2 separate regions of the Gossypium arboreum genome follow, and region 2 is linked to region 1. The links are chromatin contacts, called in public Hi-C maps. All regions are on one chromosome and are shown on one strand. The core of a region is the stretch at or near the end of the contact, and the rest is flanking DNA. Distances in the headings are between cores, read along the strand shown. Region 1 holds the start of LOC108486375 (EIN3-binding F-box protein 1-like). Region 2 holds the start of LOC108485422 (ethylene-responsive transcription factor SHINE 2-like).

Region 1 (4,603 bases), core at 1,553-4,052:
GGACCAAATAAGGAAACTTTCCCCTCTTCCTCTCTTAATTTTCATTGGAACACCTTATCAGTTGGGCTGATTATTGTATAATTTAAATTCGATTTTTAAAATGGGAGTTTGGTTGGGTCAAATTATTTATGTTTTTATTTATACTAATTTTAGATTCAAGTGAAAATTAATTTTTATTATCAAGAATTAAATTAGAATATAGAACTTGGATAAACCTAATCCTCAAGAATATTTATATTTATCCTTTTAACATGCAATAAATTTCAATGCTTTCTTATCTTAATCATGCATGTTCAAGAATATTTATATTTATCCTTTTAACATGCAATAAATTTCAATGCTTTCTTATCTTAATCATGCATGTTCGATAAACGTATATTCATGCAATAAATTTCACTGCTTTCTTATCTTAATCATGCATGTTCGATAAACGTATATTCATATTCCTAAATTCCGCAAGATAACGTATAACAGCCCAACAATTTGACACGTTTGAAAACATGTTTTTTTTGACTTTTTGGTAATGATTTTTGCATGCTCTTCCTTTCTTGTCTCAAATAAAATGCTAAATTTCCATTTTAAGGTGTAATAATGTTATTTCTTACCTTCCCCCTTCTTGTATAAAGTTCCCCAAAGCTGTATAGCTTTAAAAAACAAGGCATGACCGGAAAAAAGCTTTAACTCAGAACGTTGCTTAATTAAGGTTGGATAACGTTACTTAATTAAGTCAGTTCTATGAATTGGGACGAATCCTTTATAAAAGTATTATATAATTAATGAATTATGCCTAATAATAAAATATTAGGTAAACTATAAAAATAGTCATTTTGTTTGCTTCATATTATATTTTAATAACTTATATTTGAAATGTTACGTTTTAGTCACTTACATTATCATTTTGTTACAAAGTGGTCACTCTACCGTTAAGTTCCATTATCTCCCTAACGACGATCCTACGTGACGGTCCTACGGGACAGTCCAAATGGGTTTCAAATGCCAACTTGGATGTCCTACGTGGTAGTCTAAATTAAATTTATTTAATTAAAAACCTATTTTCATTCTAGTAACTGGATATTGAAGCTGATATTTAACCAATTTGGACTGCCATGTAGGATTGCCATTAGGGAGGTAACGAAGTTTAACAATAGAGTAACCACTTCGTAACAAAATGATAACATAAGTGACTAAAATATAACGTTTCAAACATAAGTCACTAAAATGTAATCTGCAGCAAATAAAAGTGACTATTTTTACAATTTACCCTAAAATATTTCTCCTATTTGTAATCACTACAGGTCTAAACGTAGAGTATTTATTTCTCGTCTAAAAACAAAATTTTATAAATTTTAATTCCATAAAATATGCTTTAATTTTTTATAGAATTTTAGTTTGTTTATTTTATTTTAAAAATTAATCTCTTTATTTTTCTAATTTAAAACGTAAGTTCAGTTGTTAGCACTATTACAATTCTTTTATTAAATTTAAGTTTATTACAACATTATTTTCTTGTCACATGGCTACCAAATGAGTTTTTTCTTTTTAAAATTGAAAATGTCACGAAAACAAATTCAACAAAATAATTTTAATAGTGTTAATAATTAGACTTAAATTTGAAATCTGAAAAGAAGAGGGACTAAATCCCTGGAAATAAAAAGTTGATGGACTAAATTTAAAATGCAGGAAGAGTATAGGGACTCAAACCATATTTTAGCCTTTTATATATTTGGGTTGTTTTTATATTATATATTTTAGGGTTAATATATCATTTGTCACCTTAGTTTAGTTTTAATGTTCAATTTGGTATCCATACCAAACAAAATCATATAATCCAATGAATGTTTAACTCGTGCATTTTAGTAAAAAATGCATAGGTACTTAATTGGGAAAAAAAGAGCTCAGGTATCAAATTGAACATCAAAGTCAAACTCAAGTACTTAATTACATCAAATTAAAAGAATTTAGGTATCGAATATTGAAGCTAAACTTAAGTACCAAATTGGAGAAAAAACTTAAGTACCAAATTAAATATAATTAAAGACAAACTCATGTACCAAAGAGTATATATTAACCCTATATTTTACGCAAAATTATAATATCAATAATTTATTTTATATAAAATTTGATACTTTAAATTATCATATTTTTAACAATGATTTAATTTATATCATAAGTTATTTAGTTTCTACCTACAAAACCGAAGCTTAACATAGATCATATAAGGAAAATACCTATCATTTATGCAATTAAAAAAAGTTGAACATATGGCATAGACAAAATACTATATTTCTATGGAATTGCTTCACATATTAGTAACTTTTCATGGATTTATGAGAGAAAAAAAGACATCTATATTTCAAATTGACAATTTATGATCGGAGAACAAGAAAACAGTAAGATTATAATTGAAATTTCACTATGATCAGAAAGATAAATGGTAGTATAAAATCCAGAAATTACTCCCCTATTTTATTTGTCAAAATTTAGTTCGAAAGTCAAGAAGTTAGTTTAATTATGGTAATACATGAATTTGAATCGGTGATTTTTATTAATTTGTTTCATATAATTTGTTTAATTATTATTTTACTGATGTCGTAAATATAAATAGTTGAATTGTTGATTTACATATAAATTATTTAACTATTATTAATTTTCGTAAAGCAAAAGGGAAATACCTTAACGAATTAAAGTAGGAGGACTAACCTCTTAATTCTTGTAAAATAAAGGGACCAATTAAAATAGACTCAATTTTAAGATAATAAAGGGAACATAACAACAAAAAGGCCAATTATAAAAAAACCAACAAAAGAAAAAGTGGTTAGTGGTATTGAAAATGGTGGTGGGGGAGAAGATAGAGAGTATTGAAGGAAAAAAAAAATAAATAAAACGACATTTTTGCTCAAATACATTGCATGTGGGTATCTTTCCAGTGTATTATCACATACCCAAGCCTCTCTCCTCTCATCATAAAACCAACCCCTTTTTTCCTTTACCTCTCATCTTTCATTTCTCATTCTCCACAGTTTCTTTCTTTCACTCTTTTTTTTGCCCTATCTAATAGGGTTCCAATCATCTTCAAGCTCCAATCTTTCTCATGCATTCGTGTATTCAAGCCATACACGGTGACGTTTTTGCCTTCTTCCTTTTTGGGTCTCTTTTTTTGTCTCTCTTTGGAGGGTTTTTGGGCGTGGAACAGTGCATATTTGACCTCCCGGGGTTTTTTGAGCTGTACTCATGTCAAAGCTCTTTGCTTTTAGTGGTAAGCTCTTCATGTTTGCTAGTTATTATTATTATTTTTTTTTGTAATTCTCAGCTGTTGTCTTATATGTGGATACCCTTTTTCTTTATATGAACAAATTTTGGATTTTTGAGATATCTTAGGTAACTTAGGGTACTCGTCTTTATCATTATTGTAAAAGTATCATGGATGGTTTTAATAGCCTTTTAGCAAAGATTTTTTGTTTCATGGTATTTGGTTGACTGGATAAATGTGGAATTTTTTAGTCTTGGTTGTAAATTAGTTAATTCAGTTAGATAAGGGAGGAAAAAATTAGCAGCCTTTAGGTGATTCTAGTTGTAGATTAGGTGCCTCTGGCACAAGTCTGATTGTTCATTTTTTTTTCATGCCACTTATTAGATTAACCCTCAACTGTCAAAGATGTGAAGAGATTTTGATGTTATGCACGAACTTTGAGGATGTTTCTTACCTTAATTTCTTTTATGGTTTAATGATTCTTTCTACTTGAAAGCAATAAAGGAGTTTTGGTTGTAGATCAGGTCTATTCTGACTGGATCTGTTCGGACGACTGTCTTTTAGGCAGTAGGTTGTTTGTTCAGTTACATAGGACAGGACTACATCTGAGATGGACTTTCTGAGTTATAAGCTCCATCTAGTTCATAGATCTTGTATGGTGTGAAAGTTAAATATTCTTAGGTTTCTTTGTTAGCCTCCTTATGTTGTTCTTAGGTTCCTAGACAAGTGCTATTTGATCAATAAACATCTTTCAAAAATTTTAGCTCGGTTTTCTTGTAATTTGCTTCGTTGATCTCATAGTTGTTCTTTGTATTGGTTTGCAGGAAGTGATGATTTTTGCCCTGGGGGGTCAATCTACCCAAACCGCAAGGAGTCAAGTCTCTTTTTTTACCCTAACCAGGATGTGTATTTCCCTCCTTGCAAGAGGTGCCGCGTCAGTTCCCCATTCGTTTTCGCTGGAGGGAAGTTTGAGCAAAAGAAGCCTTCAATAGAGATCCTCCCCGATGAATGCTTATTTGAAATCTTCAGACGGTTACCTGGAGGCCAAGAGAGGAGTACCTGTGCTTGTGTTTCCAAGCGCTGGCTTACACTTGTAAGCAACATCCGTAGAGATGAAATCGATGATAATAAAACCACCCAAGCATCAGATCTTGAGTACGAGAGTACCGATAAAAAAGGTGGAGTTTCTTCTGAGGATGTAGATTCAGATGTTGAGGGTGATGGATACCTCTCAAGGAGTTTGGATGGGAAGAAAGCAACAGATGTTAGACTTGCATCTATTGCTGTCGGAACAGCTAGTCGTGGAGGATTGGGAAAACTTTTCATTCGAGGAAGCAAGTCCAGGTATGGAGT
Region 2 (4,603 bases), core at 1,048-3,547, 220 kb before region 1:
TTTTTAAATTGCAGTTATCTTATGGTATTATGTTACAGTATTCAATTTAGTTAATTAATTTTAAAAATCTTGAGAAAATTTTATATAAATTTTAAGGTGATTTTCACTAATTTATATATAATAATTTTATGTTATAAAAATTATAAATTAAATAAAAATATAATTAGTTTAATTCGAATAATAGTAATTGTATATTCTGTGAATCGAAAATAAACATTAAAATCGAATCCGATTTAATAAAGAAAATGATTTTCGATATTTTCTCAAAGGCCATGAAACTAAAGCATGAATTGCATATCTTTTTCTTTGCCTTTTTGACTGGTTTTCTAGTGTTCTGAGAGACAAATATTTGGGTAGGCATACGTATATAGGATAGGGGAATTAAAAGGGAGTTTATCATAACTCTTAAAACATCATTCTCAATTTTATACTGAAAGCAAATACAAATCTGAATTAATTAGATGATTACTCATTGTAAGTAGCTTTCAATAATATCCAATCCAATAATTTTGCATGATTTTATGCTCCACAAATTATTTTATTGTTAACTAATGGAAATTAGCTTAATTGATTCATAGGGAAATCTAGGATCGGTATGGCCTTGACCTTACTTAAATGGTTCAATTGCACTCTTACTCCAAATAATTTTGTTAAATGGAAAAAAAAAAAAAGATTAGCCTTTTCGAAAAATTAATAATTTAATTTAAGTTAGTTTAAGTTTTATTTCGCGACTTTGAGCCTATATTTATGCAATATTTGGGGATCTTATATGTTAAAGAGATGCTCATGTTCATGATAAGGATAAAGTAGGAGAATAAGCAAGTTTGGATTGGACTTGAGGGACCTTGTTGTTTAATGTATATGGCAGACACTTGTTAGCAACAAATATATGGGGAAAAAGGGAGAACTTGATGCAAAAATTAAATGAAAGGTTTGATTGAAATAATAAAATTGAGATTTTAAACATCTCATAGATATTTTATAGATTTCATATACACCAAAGAAAAAAAAACAAAAGATAAGAGTGCCCTTTTAATTATATACCAATTAAAAGTTTAATATACAATGTTGAGAGGTGATAGATTACAATAGATGGACTAAAAGCAGACAGTAAAAAGACGGCTAATTCGAAGTTACTGGAGCAAGTAGACCAGTTTTTAAGGTTGTGGAATCTATGACAGATAAACAGACATGAAAGCTTGGATTAAATTCGAAGTTTAAACAGTTATGTAGGTGGTGATCTACATTTGCTTTCATATTGTAAAATTTCACAACCAGTTTTACATGCGGGGATGGTAGAACAATGACTTATGACCTTGAAAGGGTAAAATGCTAAAAGGACTTTTGAGTAGAAATTCTTTTTTTATATCTAGCAATGGGACTTCACCACTGCGCTGTTCACAATATCATATATGTTTTTAAGTAGCTATAACACACTTAAACTCCAATTAGAGAAGTTGAAGAAGTCACGGGACAATTCCAATTGAGTAATTCTTCTATCATCTGCAGTGCAATCCTATCTTCTTCCCCCATTAGGTTCCCGGCTTCGATCTCATCCGCCGTAGTTGACGACCCCGGCGACAGTGTCCTTCTGTCTCCGGACGCCGGGGTATCAACCTTCTTATTCCCAAGCTCAACCCTCATGACCCAATTGGAACTCGATCGATTCCCTGCACGCTTTTGCCAAACACCTATATGAGCATTATCGGTATCGAGCCTGAGGCAAGTCAAAGAAGGAGATTGGTCTTTGCAACACTTCCTCAGCTTAGCATTCAAAAGCTCGGCCAAGGCCTTAGGGGGCAATGGAGACCGATCATCATCATCATCATCATCACCGCCACCACCACCACCACGAGCATTTTGTTCACCAGGGTGAGCAGCCTTGGGGAAATTGGTCTTTGCATTTTGGCCGTTCATCAAAATAGCAGCTTGGTCATATGCCCTTGCAGCAGCCTCAGCTGTCTCGAATGTCCCTAGCCATACCCTTCTCTTCCTGCAAATATAAAAACACCATCAAATTCACAGCATAAAACCAGACAAGCATATACATATATATTTATGGCAATTAATGGGGTGATAATGTGAGTGGGTGGGTGTGGTAATTACAGCAAAGGGTGGCGAATTTCGGAAACCCAAGAGCCCCACTGACGCTGCCGAACACCTCTGAATTTCTTTGATTGTACCATGTCTTGTGATGGAGAGAAAGACTTGAGTGCAGAGATATCATAAATATGGAAGGTGATGAGGTTGCAGTTTTTAAGAGGGGGGAAATGTGAAAAAAATTATATATGAGGCTGTGAGCTGTCTAGATGTATTTAATGGAAAAGTCTCGAGGTAATTAGTATACTACTTTGCTGCAATAAAGATTTCCACCTACGCACCAGGAAAGAACTAGGTTCCAAAACAGAAAAAGAAAGAAAAAACAGCTAGATAACATTTTGACTATCTTCTTCATTATACTAGTAAGTACTAATAATGTTCACTAGCTAGGTAATCAAATTAATTGGATTTCAAAAGAAAAAAGAAAAAAAAAACCGGTGATAAAATAATACTACCTCTATGAAATATAGATTTGAAAATTCATGATAAGAATACAATGCATATGTTATCCACAAGTATAAAAATATGAATATATTAAATCTAAAAATATTAGGAATTCAAAATTACTACTAACTAGAAATCTAATAAGTTTGAGAAATTATTATGGATCTTACATTTTAAATATTTTATTTCTTAATTTACATTATTTTTAAATCCAAATTGTAATTTTAAAATTAAATTCCCAAACACTACCCTAAACAATTTTGTATCTAATAGCCAAGTATTAATTTGAAATTTATATTATAAAAAATTAACAATTTTTACACACAAATTGGAGTAAAAAATTAAGACTTAAAAACTAAGAACAAATAAAATAATTTTATTTATAAAATTTGAGTTAAAATTTTGGAAGTTTCTTGAACACAAAGAAATCATTTTATTCTTCTGTTTAATGAAGCTTCGATCTAAAGGTTGTTTAAACTTGATTTTGAAAACAAGTTTGGGTAGTTGTTTGTTTGAGAATTGATCTAAGAGTCTTTGAAACTTGATCTTAAGTCAACAAGGTTCACTTCAAAAGTTCCCAAGACTTGATTCCGAAGAATGATTTTTATCTCCTTTATGTTGGTGCAATCAAATTAGGGAGTGATTTGCTCCAAGCTTCTTTAAAACTTGATTTTGGATAGATAATTCCACTTAAAAGCTTTCTAGACTTGATTTTGAAGAACGAGTTTAAACTTCTTTGTAAAGTTGAACAAGATTGGAAGTAGCTTTTTCTAGAATTGATGCGACATTCTTCAAAATTTTTGAGTTCTCAATTTTTTCAGAGATTTGGAGAAAGTTTCTAGTGTTCAAAATCTTCTCTTTAAGGTTTTGATTTTTAAACTTTCAAAATTATGAAGTTGTGTTGAATGATTTGTAAGTTATCTCCTTTTATAATGCCAATCAATTAAGTAAAAGAGAATTCATATAGACTATAACTTATTAATTTGGGTGATATACAAGGATTAAACCTTTTTTAATTTATTATTTATCTCATATTTGTTTAAATTAAATATATATAAAATAAACCTTAAAGAATATGATATGTTTATAAAAGTTTTCTAAAAGGATTTAATTTCTTAGTTTATCTTTTTTTAATTAATTTAATTTAATTAAAGATAAATAATAAATAATTTTGATTCATCCAAAATTTTCTCAAACCTACAAATTGCCTTTCAAGACTTAGTCACACAAATGGTTTGTGTTGAGTATAGAACATAAACAAGCCTTAGAACTTAGTTTTCTTTTAATATCGAAAATTTTCATCTTTTAATATTTTTTTGCCATCAACAACTTTTCTTTTCATTTGGAATGAGCACGCAATAAAACTAAATTGCATGTGTATAATCAATTTTTAAAGGTCAAGTCATGAGATAGTTCATTTTTTTTAGATGTACAATTTAATCTCATGCTTAAAAGTGATACAATCGTTTAAACTTATGCTTAGGAATATTATTTATTAGATGAACAATTTAAGATAATATTTAAGAGCATCATATTTTTAGAATTTAGATGAATAGTTTAAACTCATGCATAAGGGCATCATCATCATCATCATCATCATCATCATCATCTCTTTTTGGATGCATGATTTAAACTTTTGCTTAAGAGCATCACTTTTTTTTAGATGAATAGTTTAAATTTGTGCTTAGGAGCAATATCATTTTATTTCCTTGTGTTTAAGAGCACAATATAACCTTTTAAGCTCAAGCATATGAGTGATGTTTTTTGTTGACCTCTTTAACATATAAATGAAGTCCACCTATTTTGATTCTGATATCTTTGAAGAAGACAGTTGCCTCTATTCCTTCGAAGATCCATTATTTTTGTGCTTAAAACCAATATAATAGGATCAAAATGAGTTGAAATTTATAGTTTTATCCAACATATTGGATTGAAAGACCATGATGATTAGTGTCAAGTTTGATGATGTGGCTTCTTTTTCAAACTCACTTTTTCCTTATTTATAGAGGCATGTGATTTGTCTTTTGAAAAAAAACACTTCTCAATAGAGTGGCTAATC

Evidence for each region. Hi-C and Micro-C count contacts between places; a contact is called where the count stands out from the background.
Region 2: a Hi-C map of leaf shows a contact between it and region 1, with 3 times the contacts expected there. The contact joins the promoter of LOC108485422 here to the promoter of LOC108486375 in region 1. A contact is called at or near these places in 2 of 5 Hi-C or Micro-C datasets (both in leaf).

Annotation. Positions count from the first base shown.
Region 1 is chr6:102,915,934-102,920,536 of ASM2569848v2, reverse strand. It overlaps LOC108486375 (EIN3-binding F-box protein 1-like), which reads left to right and starts at 2,802. Exons shown (of 2, transcript XM_017790409.2): 1 at 2,802-3,256; 2 at 4,075-4,603. The coding sequence starts at 3,232.
Region 2 is chr6:103,132,565-103,137,167 of ASM2569848v2, reverse strand. LOC108485422 (ethylene-responsive transcription factor SHINE 2-like) reads right to left here and starts at 2,297. Exons shown (of 2, transcript XM_017789260.2): 1 at 2,107-2,297; 2 at 1,205-1,993. The coding sequence starts at 2,186. The coding sequence ends at 1,438.